3 separate regions of the Mus musculus genome follow, and all the other regions are linked to region 2. The links are chromatin contacts, called in public promoter capture Hi-C maps. All regions are on one chromosome and are shown on one strand. The core of a region is the stretch at or near the end of the contact, and the rest is flanking DNA. Distances in the headings are between cores, read along the strand shown.

What was found. Promoter capture Hi-C pulls out the DNA fragments that hold promoters and counts their contacts.
Region 1: a promoter capture Hi-C map of pre-B cells shows a contact between it and region 2, with 4 times the contacts expected there. The contact joins the promoter of Edem1 here to the promoter of Il5ra in region 2.
Region 3: a contact with region 2 is called in a promoter capture Hi-C map of pre-B cells, with 5 times the contacts expected there. The contact joins the promoter of Arl8b here to the promoter of Il5ra in region 2. A contact is called at or near these places in 1 of 39 promoter capture datasets (pre-B cells) and 1 of 115 datasets of contacts at active chromatin or transcription factors (pro-B cells).

What each region holds. Positions count from the first base shown.
Region 1 is chr6:108,826,640-108,830,097 of GRCm38.p6, forward strand. It overlaps Edem1 (ER degradation enhancer, mannosidase alpha-like 1), which reads left to right and starts at 2,002. Exons shown (of 12, transcript NM_138677.2): 1 at 2,002-2,594. The coding sequence starts at 2,101. It overlaps Gm35417 (a long non-coding RNA gene), which reads right to left and starts at 1,637. Exons shown (of 2, transcript XR_377956.4): 1 at 1,578-1,637.
Region 2 is chr6:106,747,682-106,751,369 of GRCm38.p6, forward strand. Il5ra (interleukin 5 receptor, alpha) reads right to left here and starts at 1,356. Exons shown (of 13, transcript NM_008370.2): 1 at 1,166-1,356.
Region 3 is chr6:108,781,410-108,785,155 of GRCm38.p6, forward strand. It overlaps Arl8b (ADP-ribosylation factor-like 8B), which reads left to right and starts at 1,650. Exons shown (of 7, transcript NM_026011.3): 1 at 1,650-1,968. The coding sequence starts at 1,846.

The DNA of each region.
Region 1 (3,458 bases), core at 752-3,251, 2.1 Mb after region 2:
TTTGTAAGTGTATGAGAGAGTTTGTGGTAAGTATTGTTCATGTCTTAAAATGGGGAATATTTTGCAGCAGGGGAAACAGTGCAGGAACTAACTTAACAAGGTTACAGTTACAAGGCAGGATTCTGACTAGATTCTCAGCTGTGTCTTTGGAGCTGCACGGTAAAGCTGTACCTAAAACGGAAGTGACTTTTTCATGCTAGTCCTGAGGTACTCTTGTGAGAATGTATATGTATTTGGAAAAACCTATCACAAACCTTCCCATAATATCTCATTTGGAGCGGAGGCAGGAGGATTACAGGTTGGAGACAAACTGGGGCTACATAGTGAGATCCTGTCTTAGAATTTGTTTTTATATTTAAGGCTGAATATTCTGATTAGATAGAGTTGTCTCAATTTCATCAGCTACATTCAATCTGAGAAATCCTAGTCTAAAGGGACAGTCACAGATACTTCATCTTTAGTTTTTTTTTTTTAATGAAGATAAAATAGGAATACATGCTAGCGTTCTGAAAACCTGTTCTATTGGCACTTATTGTCAGTTGTGCCATGAAAAGCATTTTTCATAAACTAGCTGGTTTTCTATGGTTATTAGACTCGTCTTTTAAAATTAGGGCTTTTCTGTAATGTGAGAACAGTTGCTGTCATCAGTGGCTGACAGCTGACCAGAGTGCAAGCTACATTTCAGCTAAAATTTGCACAGAAGTAGCTTATGGAGGAAACAAAGCATAGCTTTAATGTCCATTTTCAGTTTGTGTTAGCTTCAGGGAGGCAGAAACTAGTAGTTCCGTGTCAAGGACTGGAATCAGTTGGTCTTATACAAGTTTATCCAGTCCAGTAACTTCTTCCCCCTCCCCCCTTTTTTTTTGTATACTGCTCAGGCCTTTGTATCTCACAAAATAAGCTCTCCCAACCCAAAGAACTTAAATTGTTGCTGGCTGCTCTGTTGTACCCTATCACATTGCAGGGACAATTCTGACCCCAAAATGGAAGGAGAATGGTCCAGGATTTACCTAAGTCCTCCCTGTCATTGCCTTCAGGTTGGTGACAGGCATTACTGATTTCGTTACTTCCCCTATTTTTTTTTTTTTTTTTTACTTTTTTATTTTTATGTTTTGCAAGTTTGATAGACACAGGGTATAATCTTAGGAAAGGCAAAACTTTTACAGGCGCTCCAAGTGTTGAAAGCCACAGCCCTTAAAAAACGAAATCAGTAACCTTAATTATAGGAATTAGCACTTGGATGGGATTAAACCCCCAATCTGCCCTACATTTCCAAGGTCGCCTCTGCCTAGCACTGCGATGAGATGATAGGACTGTCAGGAAAAGATGTTTAAATGGTTCTGATGAAAATGATCTGGTGTTAGTTCCCCCTCCCGCCTTGTTGGGATTGGATGTGATCTTGGAGTATTTTAGAAGTATTATGAATTTTTTTTTTCCAAGTTAAGGCGTTCCAATAACAAAACAAAAAATCTGGACATTTCGTGCGGTCTGGACCAGGGAGTCCCACTCCCACCAAGTTAAAAACCTTTCCTAGATATTCGTAAGTACTTCCTTTGCCTAAAGGCCCTGGCCCTTACCTTTCTCACACCTACTACTCCATACCTGGACGGGCTTTCTCCCATCCATCTTCTGTTCAGGGACACCATTTACCCGGGCTAGGGCGGGTCAGAGGCCATGTCTGTGTCCGGCTCCCGGAGCTCCCGTGCCGCGCTCCTATTGGCTGGAAGTTCTTTCCCCAAAAGCCAGAGCGACCTAGGCTCGCCACGCCAGCTAGACCAGACTCGGAACCGCCCAGGGGGCGTGGCCCAGTGGCAGGGCGGGGCCTTGCAGTCCGGGCGGCCTATAGAGCCGGAGGGAGTCCCCGGCCGCGCCCCTCGAGGCCGGGCCGGTGGAGGCCAATCCCCGGCGGCCGGCGGGCGAACGCGGGGCCAGGCGGGCCGGTCCCGTCCGCGGGGCGGGGGACAATGGACCAGTTCCTGGTGCGTCACGAGGGAGTTCCTTAAAGGGGAAGTGAGCGGGCTCCCGGCGGACGCGCGGGGAGGCGGTCGGCTGGGGACGCGCCCGGCGCTTCAAAATAATGCCCGCGGCGGACGCGCGACCATGCAATGGCGAGCGCTTGTCCTGGGGCTGGTGCTGCTGCGCCTCGGCCTCCACGCGGTGCTCTGGTTGGTCTTCGGGCTGGGGCCCAGCATGGGCTTCTACCAGCGGTTTCCGCTCAGCTTCGGCTTCCAGCGCTTGAGGGACCCCGACGGCTCGGGGCCAGTTGGTCCGCCCGGAGGCCCGGCCTGGCTTCATCGGCCAAGGCGCGGAACGGAGGGGCGGCTTGAGACCCCGCCAGAGCCGGGACCGACGCCGGGACCGGGCGTGTGCGGCCCGGCGCACTGGGGCTATGCCCTGGGCGGCGGTGGCTGCGGCCCGGACGAGTACGAGCGGCGCTACAGCGGCGCCTTCCCGCCGCAGCTGCGTGCCCAGATGCGCGACCTGGCGCGGGGCATGTTCGTCTTCGGCTATGACAACTACATGGCGCACGCCTTTCCGCAGGACGAGCTCAACCCCATCTACTGCCGCGGCCGGGGGCCTGACCGCGGAGACCCGTGAGTAGCCCGCGCGCTGCCTTCCGCCCCTCCGGGTCCCTGAGAACACACCAGGGTCTTTAAGGTCCGCAGTAGTCCGAGGTTCCTCCTCTCCTTACCCCAGTGGACTGCCATCCCCTTGATTCTCCCTGACCCTCCAAACTTCAGGACAGCTGTCCTTGTCATTTTCTGTTGCAAATGGGGAAACTGAGTCCCAGAGACCGGAAGGGACAATCACAGTATCCCTTGCTCCAGATAGACACATATCTAAGTGCTGGTTATATAGGTTTCCTTTGGAAAACTCCGCTTCAAAACGAAGCCTCCCCACTCCTGATCAGAATGCCACACCCAAAGCTTTAATAAGGTTAAGGAGCGGGTTCCTAGAAAGGGGCCATCTAGTGAGTTGGACGCCCGGATTGGGATGAGGCGTTAAGTGTTTCTCCTTTCCAGGGGCCGCAGCCTAGACTGAGGGGAGCTTATTGGCAGGAATGGTAGTTGCCTGGCCCAGATTGGCGATCTGGATACTTGAAGGATGATTTCTTAGGCGCAGAGTTGACTGACACCGTCATTGCTTGGTACCATCGTAAACACCAGTGGGGTGATGGTGCTGTCAGAAGGTCAACTAGTCCTCGCAGCCCACTAGCCACGTATGGGAAGGTGGAGTTCCGGGGTTACTCGAGTGGACTTCAAAGTCCAAGACAGCAGGACACCCAGCCAAGTTCCTCCTCCCTGAAGGGTGTGCGTTGCCACAGACCAAGTCAGGCTGGTTGGTGACTGTCGTGTTTCCCTCTCCTTAGATGGGAGTGGAGTTATTAGGTTGTTTGTTGTCTTGGCATTCTACATGGACACCCTTGGACATCTGGCATGTGCATTTCCCTTTACCTT
Region 2 (3,688 bases), core at 106-2,605:
CCTGAATAGCTGCCACCCTCAGTATTCTGCATAGACAGAGTGTTTGCTACAAGTATCTCAATACTTAACTATATCTCACCAATCCCATTTGGCACTAAGATCCACATAGATGCTTCCTCGTTGGTGGACATACCTGACTATGGATGATCCCTTCAGTTCCACAGGTTCTCAACGTTAGAAGTCGAGAACCACCACTGCCTGTTGTATCTAGCTTTCCATCATAGCCCCAGCACGTATCACCCTGTCAGGTCCAGGGCACATGCCTATCAGTCTTGGTCCAGAGAAGAATAGGGACAAGTCATTACTCAGCCCTTGTGAGGCAAGGCAAGTCTGTTCAACATCAACAAAGGGATGGCTTAGATCAGCTGTGAGGCTGTGTGGGCAATGCCTGGCAAGACTGGCTTCTTGCATGCATTACTTAAAAATTTCCCCACATTGCATGTTAAGTACTGTTAAACAAATGAGACAGTTTGATTTCCAAATCTTGATTATATTTCAAAATATAAATGTTTAATAATCAACTACATATATTTATCACCAGCCAACTATTGAAGAGACCATATGAACATACAGAAATAATAGGTAATGAAGTGTTCAAAATTATAATCCACTGAATTATCGTTTTTTCTGGCCTTCCTCTCTTTCTTTCTTCCTTCTTTCCTTTCTCTCTCTCTCTCTCTCTCTCTCTCTCTCTCTCTCTCTCCCTCTCTCTCTCTCTCTCTCTTTCTTCTTTCTCTCGATTCCTTTCCATCCATGCTTTTTGTGTATCTGGAATATATATCTTCCTGGTTTTAGGTACCTAACTAGTGAGCATAAAGCCAAGTGAGACATCTCATAAGCTTTTTGTACATTTTAGATAAAATAAAAATCACAGATACCAAAGATATTTCAGCAGAAAGCAGAAAAAAATAACTTCAGTTTATGACATCACTACCTTATTGTTGTTTGTCTCTAAATTTGTAACTCTTGAAATTAACTCTGAAACTTATTCTGACTATATCTAACTAGATCTATAGCCTATTTTCTAAACTCGTATATTTTTTTAAGAAGTCTTGTCATTAGATATATACTTCTTTTAATAAACTGTCAACAGCAGGAGGAAACAAATGTCTTCTATTTCCAGGGGTTTTGGCAAAACACAAGACATTACTTTAACAGGACTCACCTTGGTACAAATGAACACATTAGATACAGAGCCATCAACAAAAATAGAACTGCATACCGGGACCTGTCCAGTGAGCTTCTTCTAGTTTGGTATCCCCAGCGTTAGCTCTGTCTCTGCTGATAACAGGGCTACACAGTGTTCTGTTTCCTCTTTTTTCTATTGAAACATTTTCTGTGTTTACCAATTATTTCTCTTTTCCTGTCCCTCCTTTTGGTGAGGGTCCTGGGCGTGTCTCCAGCCTAGTCATAGAAAAAGGTATTTATCTGCCCTACCAACCCTACAGTGAGTCAAACGTTTGATTCCTGGTTACTAAGAAGTACAGTGGCTGCCGAGCTCTGAGCCTGCAGCTGTGCATCTACTCTCTGGGTGCACTGGTGTTTGACTTTAAGGCGGGTTCTTTACTCTTTCATCATCAGAACTGTCATGGTTAAGAAGACACCTGCAGTTTCTCTTACAATGGAAAGACCACACAACTGCTCTTTGGAAGAAGATTCCCAAGAGAGCAACCCATTAGAGAGGGCCCACACTAGAGTCTTAGTGATCATACTGTTCACTGACAAAGGCTTGCCTCCTTCATATACCACAATCTGAGAACTCTGCGAGCTTTAGCCTGGTGTGTGTGTGTGTGTGTATGTGTGTGTGTGTGTGTGTGTGTGTGTGTGTGTGTGTGTGTGTGTGTTGCACGCAAGTGTGTGCTTGCATATAAGCAAAGATACTGTGTCTGGTCAATATCCCAACAGGAGGCTTGTGAGTTGATAGGTCACAGGGCCTGACACATGGGCAGGTTCCTCCACCCTGATTTTGAAGTGCATTTCTGAGACTCCTGACTTCTGCTTTGTTATGAAGCTCTGAACCCTTAAGTGAACATGTAGAGAGAGAATTGCCTAGGAGTCTAGCTCTAATAAATTGCTAGGGTCTATCTAGCCTGACCCAGCTCATCCGTCATCAGCCCTGACAGTGACAGTCTCCAAGGCACACTCCACATACTACTCCCGTGTCATCTTCCAGTGCCCAGTGTGGCAACCTAGCCTTATTGTTGTTCTTCAGTTGATACAGATGCTCTTGGAGTCTCCTGCCCTTTGCTTTTCTCTGGGTGTTTTAGTCTGAGGATTTTCATGCTGAGTGACTAGCAGAGCAGGTATTTTCCCCCCTTTAATTATGGCTTAGAGCAATGGTTCTAACCCCAACCATAAAATTATTCCCTTGTTACTTCATAACTGTAATGTTGCTACTGTTCCAAATCATAATACAGATATCTGATATGCAAGATATCTGATATGTGACCCCTGTTGTGGGAGTCATGTCCCACAGGTGTACAAAGCACTGGCTTAGGGTGAGAGTACATGAGAACTGTGTTCAGTGCTTTCTTATTTGAGCCAGATAGTAGTAACTACCTCTCAAAGACCTGGTGCAGGACTCCTAGTCCCCAGAGAAGCCAGCAGAGAAGTCTTTCAGAGAAGAGGGGGCAGACATAGAGAAGCCATTGTGGAGGCTAAATCAGTGTTTCTGTTTGTGAGATGATAAATGATGAGTCCCCTGAAAAAAGTTGCTGCGGGGCTCAGTGTCCGCTCGCACGGTGTAAGTACAGTGCTGTGTCTGTGCCCGGGGTTCCCAAGGTAACCGTTTGAAAGAGAAGCCAAAATGAAACCAGATCAATCGTTGTTTGATGACCCAAACAATGTGATCTTCCTTGGGGAAAGAAGAAGTGAAACAAGAAGCAGAAAAAACTCCTGCTCTTTGCTGAGAGCTGTCCAGGAAAGGTTAGACAGAGTTTCAGCCATCTGGCCTACCTACTCTTCAGAGTACTATGTGTCTTAGTTTAGATGCATTACTAAAGAACACTGAAAATACTACTCATCATAAGCACGGAACGCTGTGTCCTGAAAGGCTACTTTTAACATTTGTTGTATTTCTTACACATGGTTATACAAAATGTATTTACAGATTTCAGATATGCACAATGCCAGACACTCTGAAGATTTTCAGAAAATTATTCCGGCTATGTCTCTGAATGTCATTGTTCCCCAAGTGTGCGGTTTGATATTTTAACTTACTCTACCAATAAAAAATAAACAATACGCTTCCCATTCTCCCATGTTTTCCTGTGAACTCAAAGGACATAAACAAAGGCAGGAATTTACATAGGTTATATTTTATGGCATCTATTTCATTCTTTAAGATAAAATATAAGTGTTCAAAGACATAGTGGAACATTCAAAAAGAATTCACAAAATTGGTTTGGTTTTGTTTTTTAAATTTCCCTCTTTCCTTCAGAAAGAAAATAGTGAGGATCCAGCCAAATGGTGTAGTTGAAATCTGAATTGTAATTACATAGGAAGCAAAATTCACTGGATTCTCCTTAAACTCTGGCTAGATGAGTTTATTAAAGTGTGATCTGTAGAGCAACGTTTATATGGAAGAGACTGAAACTCATTGCAGGTTTCTCTGCAATGGGAAAAGAAATATAGGGATGGGTAAAAGACAGCTTCTCAACATTGACTATGTGGACAATAAAACGGGTGA
Region 3 (3,746 bases), core at 400-2,899, 2.0 Mb after region 2:
CTCAGGTACCACATGCATGTGGTGCGAAGACACATGTGCAGGCAAGTCACACACACAGTAAAAACAATTAAGTCTTCAGGCTACCTTCTGTCTTCCCATCTTGTATAATCAAGTCCAAACTCGTGCCACCATATCCCACTCCCTCTGGTCCCTGAATTCTCTTCCACCTCTCCCTACTCCAGGCTTCCACCGATCTTTGCCAGTGTTGGGTACTGTCCAGAGAATAACCTACAATAGCTACACTTTTGGTTTTAAATGAACTTCTTAAGTGTACAGCAAGTGAAAGTAAAAGGATAAATAGCAAGTAGTAGACTGGTAGCCCCACTCCATCAAACTGCAAGGTCACAACATCCAGCAGAGATGACTAGAGTAGCTGATGGAGAGAGCTAACAAAGAAAGCATCCATTAAGTTAGAGATTTACAAATATGAAGCAGAAATCAACTGGGGAAGTTGGGGCAGCCAGCTGGAGTTCCTTTTTAAAAATATATTTTCAGTTAAAATATAATTCCATCATTTCCCCCTCGCCCCAGGCACACCATCCTTCAAAGTCCAAACCACTTCACTGTCCTTCCCCATTCAGGGTCTTTTCCTGGAATGTGCTTCTACCAAACGTCAGCCTGCTTCTCCTTCTCACTTCCCTCAAGCCTTTCCACTCAGGACCACCTGACTTAAAGACAAGCAGGCCGGCTCCAGCTTCTTCTCTGTTCCTCTTCTTTATAGTGTTAAGTACCACGTGGCATTTTCTCGTTTGTTTGCTGTATATGTTCTGTTCTCCACACTGGACTGTAACCCGCAGGAGGGCAGGGATTTTGCTGTCACTAATGTTTTGCTGTGTTAGAAACAAACCCTGTGTCTTTCACATGCTGGGAAAGAAATTTTCCCTATTAATTAATTCATTTATTTATTCACTTTACATTCGGATCACTGCCTCTGCCCCATCCTCCCTTGAGCCCTAGTTAGACCCAGAGTGCTCCATACAGGCCAGGCAAGCATTCTACCACTGGGTTACATCCCCATCCCAGATTCTGATTTTTTTTTTTTTTTATTCCGTGTTCAATTCCTCCGAGTATTAACTTTTTCCTTCAGGGTACATTGCCAATGAACAATTATAGGAAAATTCAATCAAAAAGTGAACGAGGACCAACTCTTTGTTTTTTTTTAAAGATTATTATTATTTATGTGTTTCGTTGTGGGAGTATGCGCATATGTTTGCAGAATGTACAAGGTCAGAAAGCCCTAGATCTGGATCCCCCAGAGTTGAAGTTACAGGCTGATGAGGGCTGCCAGGTGTGGGTGCTGGGTCCTGAACTTGGGTCTTCTGAAAGAGCCTCAAGCACTTTTAACCACCGAGTCATTTCTGTAACCCCACCTTCTGTGTTTATTGAACTCTTGATCCTCCTGCCTCCACCTCTCAAGTACTGAAATTGTTGACATGCGTTTGCTGGGAGACCCATAATTTGGGGGGAAAAAAAAAAAGAAAGAAAGAAAAGAAAAGAGGAAAGGCATGTGACAAGTGAATTGGCACCAAGGCGAGGGAAGGGTGTGTCGTGGGATTCACCATCAGGTGGCGATGTCGCCGGAGGGCGCTGGGAGTCTACGGGACCGCGCCGCTCTTTCCGTGCGCTTCCGCGCCTGCGCTGGGCCAGGCGTGGGGGGGGTAGGGCGAGTCATATGACCCGCTGGGCTTCCTGGCTCCGGCCGTCGCTGCCGCCAGCCTCTGTCTGCCCGCGTCGCGCCAGGGGCCCCGCCGAAGAGCCGTTGGCGGGTTCGGGGCCGATACCCGCTCGTGGGAAAGAGTGTCCGCTGTCGTCCGCGCCCGTCCACGCTCGCAGCCGGCCGCCGCCATGCTGGCGCTCATCTCCCGCCTGCTGGACTGGTTCCGTTCGCTCTTCTGGAAGGAGGAGATGGAACTGACGCTCGTGGGGCTGCAGTACTCCGGCAAGACCACCTTCGTCAATGTCATCGCGGTGAGCAGCCCTCTGCGGGCGGCCTGGCCGGCGTCTCGCGCCTGTCACCTCCCCGAAGGCCGGGCCGGGCGATCCTGCGTGTGTGGGCCTCGGAGTTGTAGCCGGAGGGTCGGCAGCAGGAGGGTCAATTCCACGTTGCGTTTTGGTGGTGGTGGTGGGGGCTGTGCCTTTAACACGGCCTGGAAAGGGTTAATCCGAGTCTGCCACACTTGCTGCCTTTCGGGCCGTAGAGGCTGAAGGGTTAATTCCAACCTGTCACTTGTTCACCCGGACGGGTGAGCCTGGCCTTTTCCAGAACGCCTGCGAAGGGGACGCCTCTCCTAAGTCTCCACTTGGGACGATGGAGTCGCATTGTGAAAGCAGGCAACCCGTGTGGGCGCTTCTGTGAATGCCAGGGGGAGCCTCGGCGCCTCCAGTTCGCTTGGTCTTTGTCACTTGTCCATGGAGCGTCGGAGAGCAAACTGATGACCTAGCTTACTGGGGGAAGCTGTTGGAGAGACCATTCAGATCCCAGTATTTTCTAAGACAGGGAGCAAGGGCGAGGCGAGTCTCGGTTTCTCCACAGCTGATTGTGTTAAACGGGTAGATAGATGGATCTGCATTCAACATAAAGTTTGCAGGCTTTGGTCTTTAGAGAGATTTTTTTTTTTCTTCCCTCTTGCAGAAGGAATTTGTTTGGATTGGGACGTAGCTTATGGAGGCTCAGGGAAGTTGCCTAGTAAATATAATGTGAATTCGGTGGGAGAGTGGTCGTTGAGTTTTGCGTCTTTGATTGGTTGGGAAAGGAATGGGCGTGAATGTCAGTCTTTGGAGCCAAGGAGTCATTGCACAGTTTTAGGGCTGTACTTAGAGGGTTGAGCTTTACAATTGTTCTGATGAGAAGTGGCGGCAGTTCCTAGACCTTCAAGAGGATTGTTGCAATCCTCACACAGGAGACAGCTGAGCTGCCCGACTGGTTTGGCTACACACTGCCCTGGGAAAACCTAGGTAACGTGTGACTCAGTCCCTGTAGTAATAGAGCAACAGGCGTCAGAGAGAGGAGCGGAGGCTCAAATCTCTTTCGAAGATGGCTGAATATATAAGTGTAAGGAAACTTTCCCGAACTTCATGTTAGGCTCTTTCTATGTTGCCTCTACCCCGACCCCAAGAGAACAAGGCAGAACAGACTTTAGACTCTTTCATACTAGAACTTTTCTACAGGCTTCAAGCTGTTCATTTTCTGTTACCCTAGATAAGAATTGGAGTTTCCTCGGGACTCCTGTCCCTTGGGCAAGATCGAAATGGTACACGTGGGTGTGTTGGGATGGCCAGTTGTATTTGCTGCGGAGGAGTTAATGCAAGGACCTGCACCAATGAGTAGGATTTAAGAGATGTACTGCTTACTCTCATGCCTGTATTATCACTGGGCAGTGTAGCTTGATATATATAACAAGCCTGAACTTTTATGCCATGCAGTTCTGGATTTGCAATCTGGATCTTAGCAGCCTTGGGTCTGGTTGAGTCGATTTCTGTTTTCTTGTCTATGAAGTGCAGATAACAATAGAGTCCTTAGCAGAGTTGCTCTGAGGTCTAACCAGGAGGAGGAGGGAAGTGTTAACATGTAGATGGCTGTACTACCCAAAGCAGGCACAAGGAGATACGTTGAGAAAGGACTGAGCCGGGCTCATTTCCTTTGACTCTCAGGCCAGTGTTGTCTACGGTTGCAGATTTATGGCTTGTGGGAAGGAAGCACCTTCAACCCCCCTTCCTTTTGAGTTAGATTCTTTGTAACAACTATC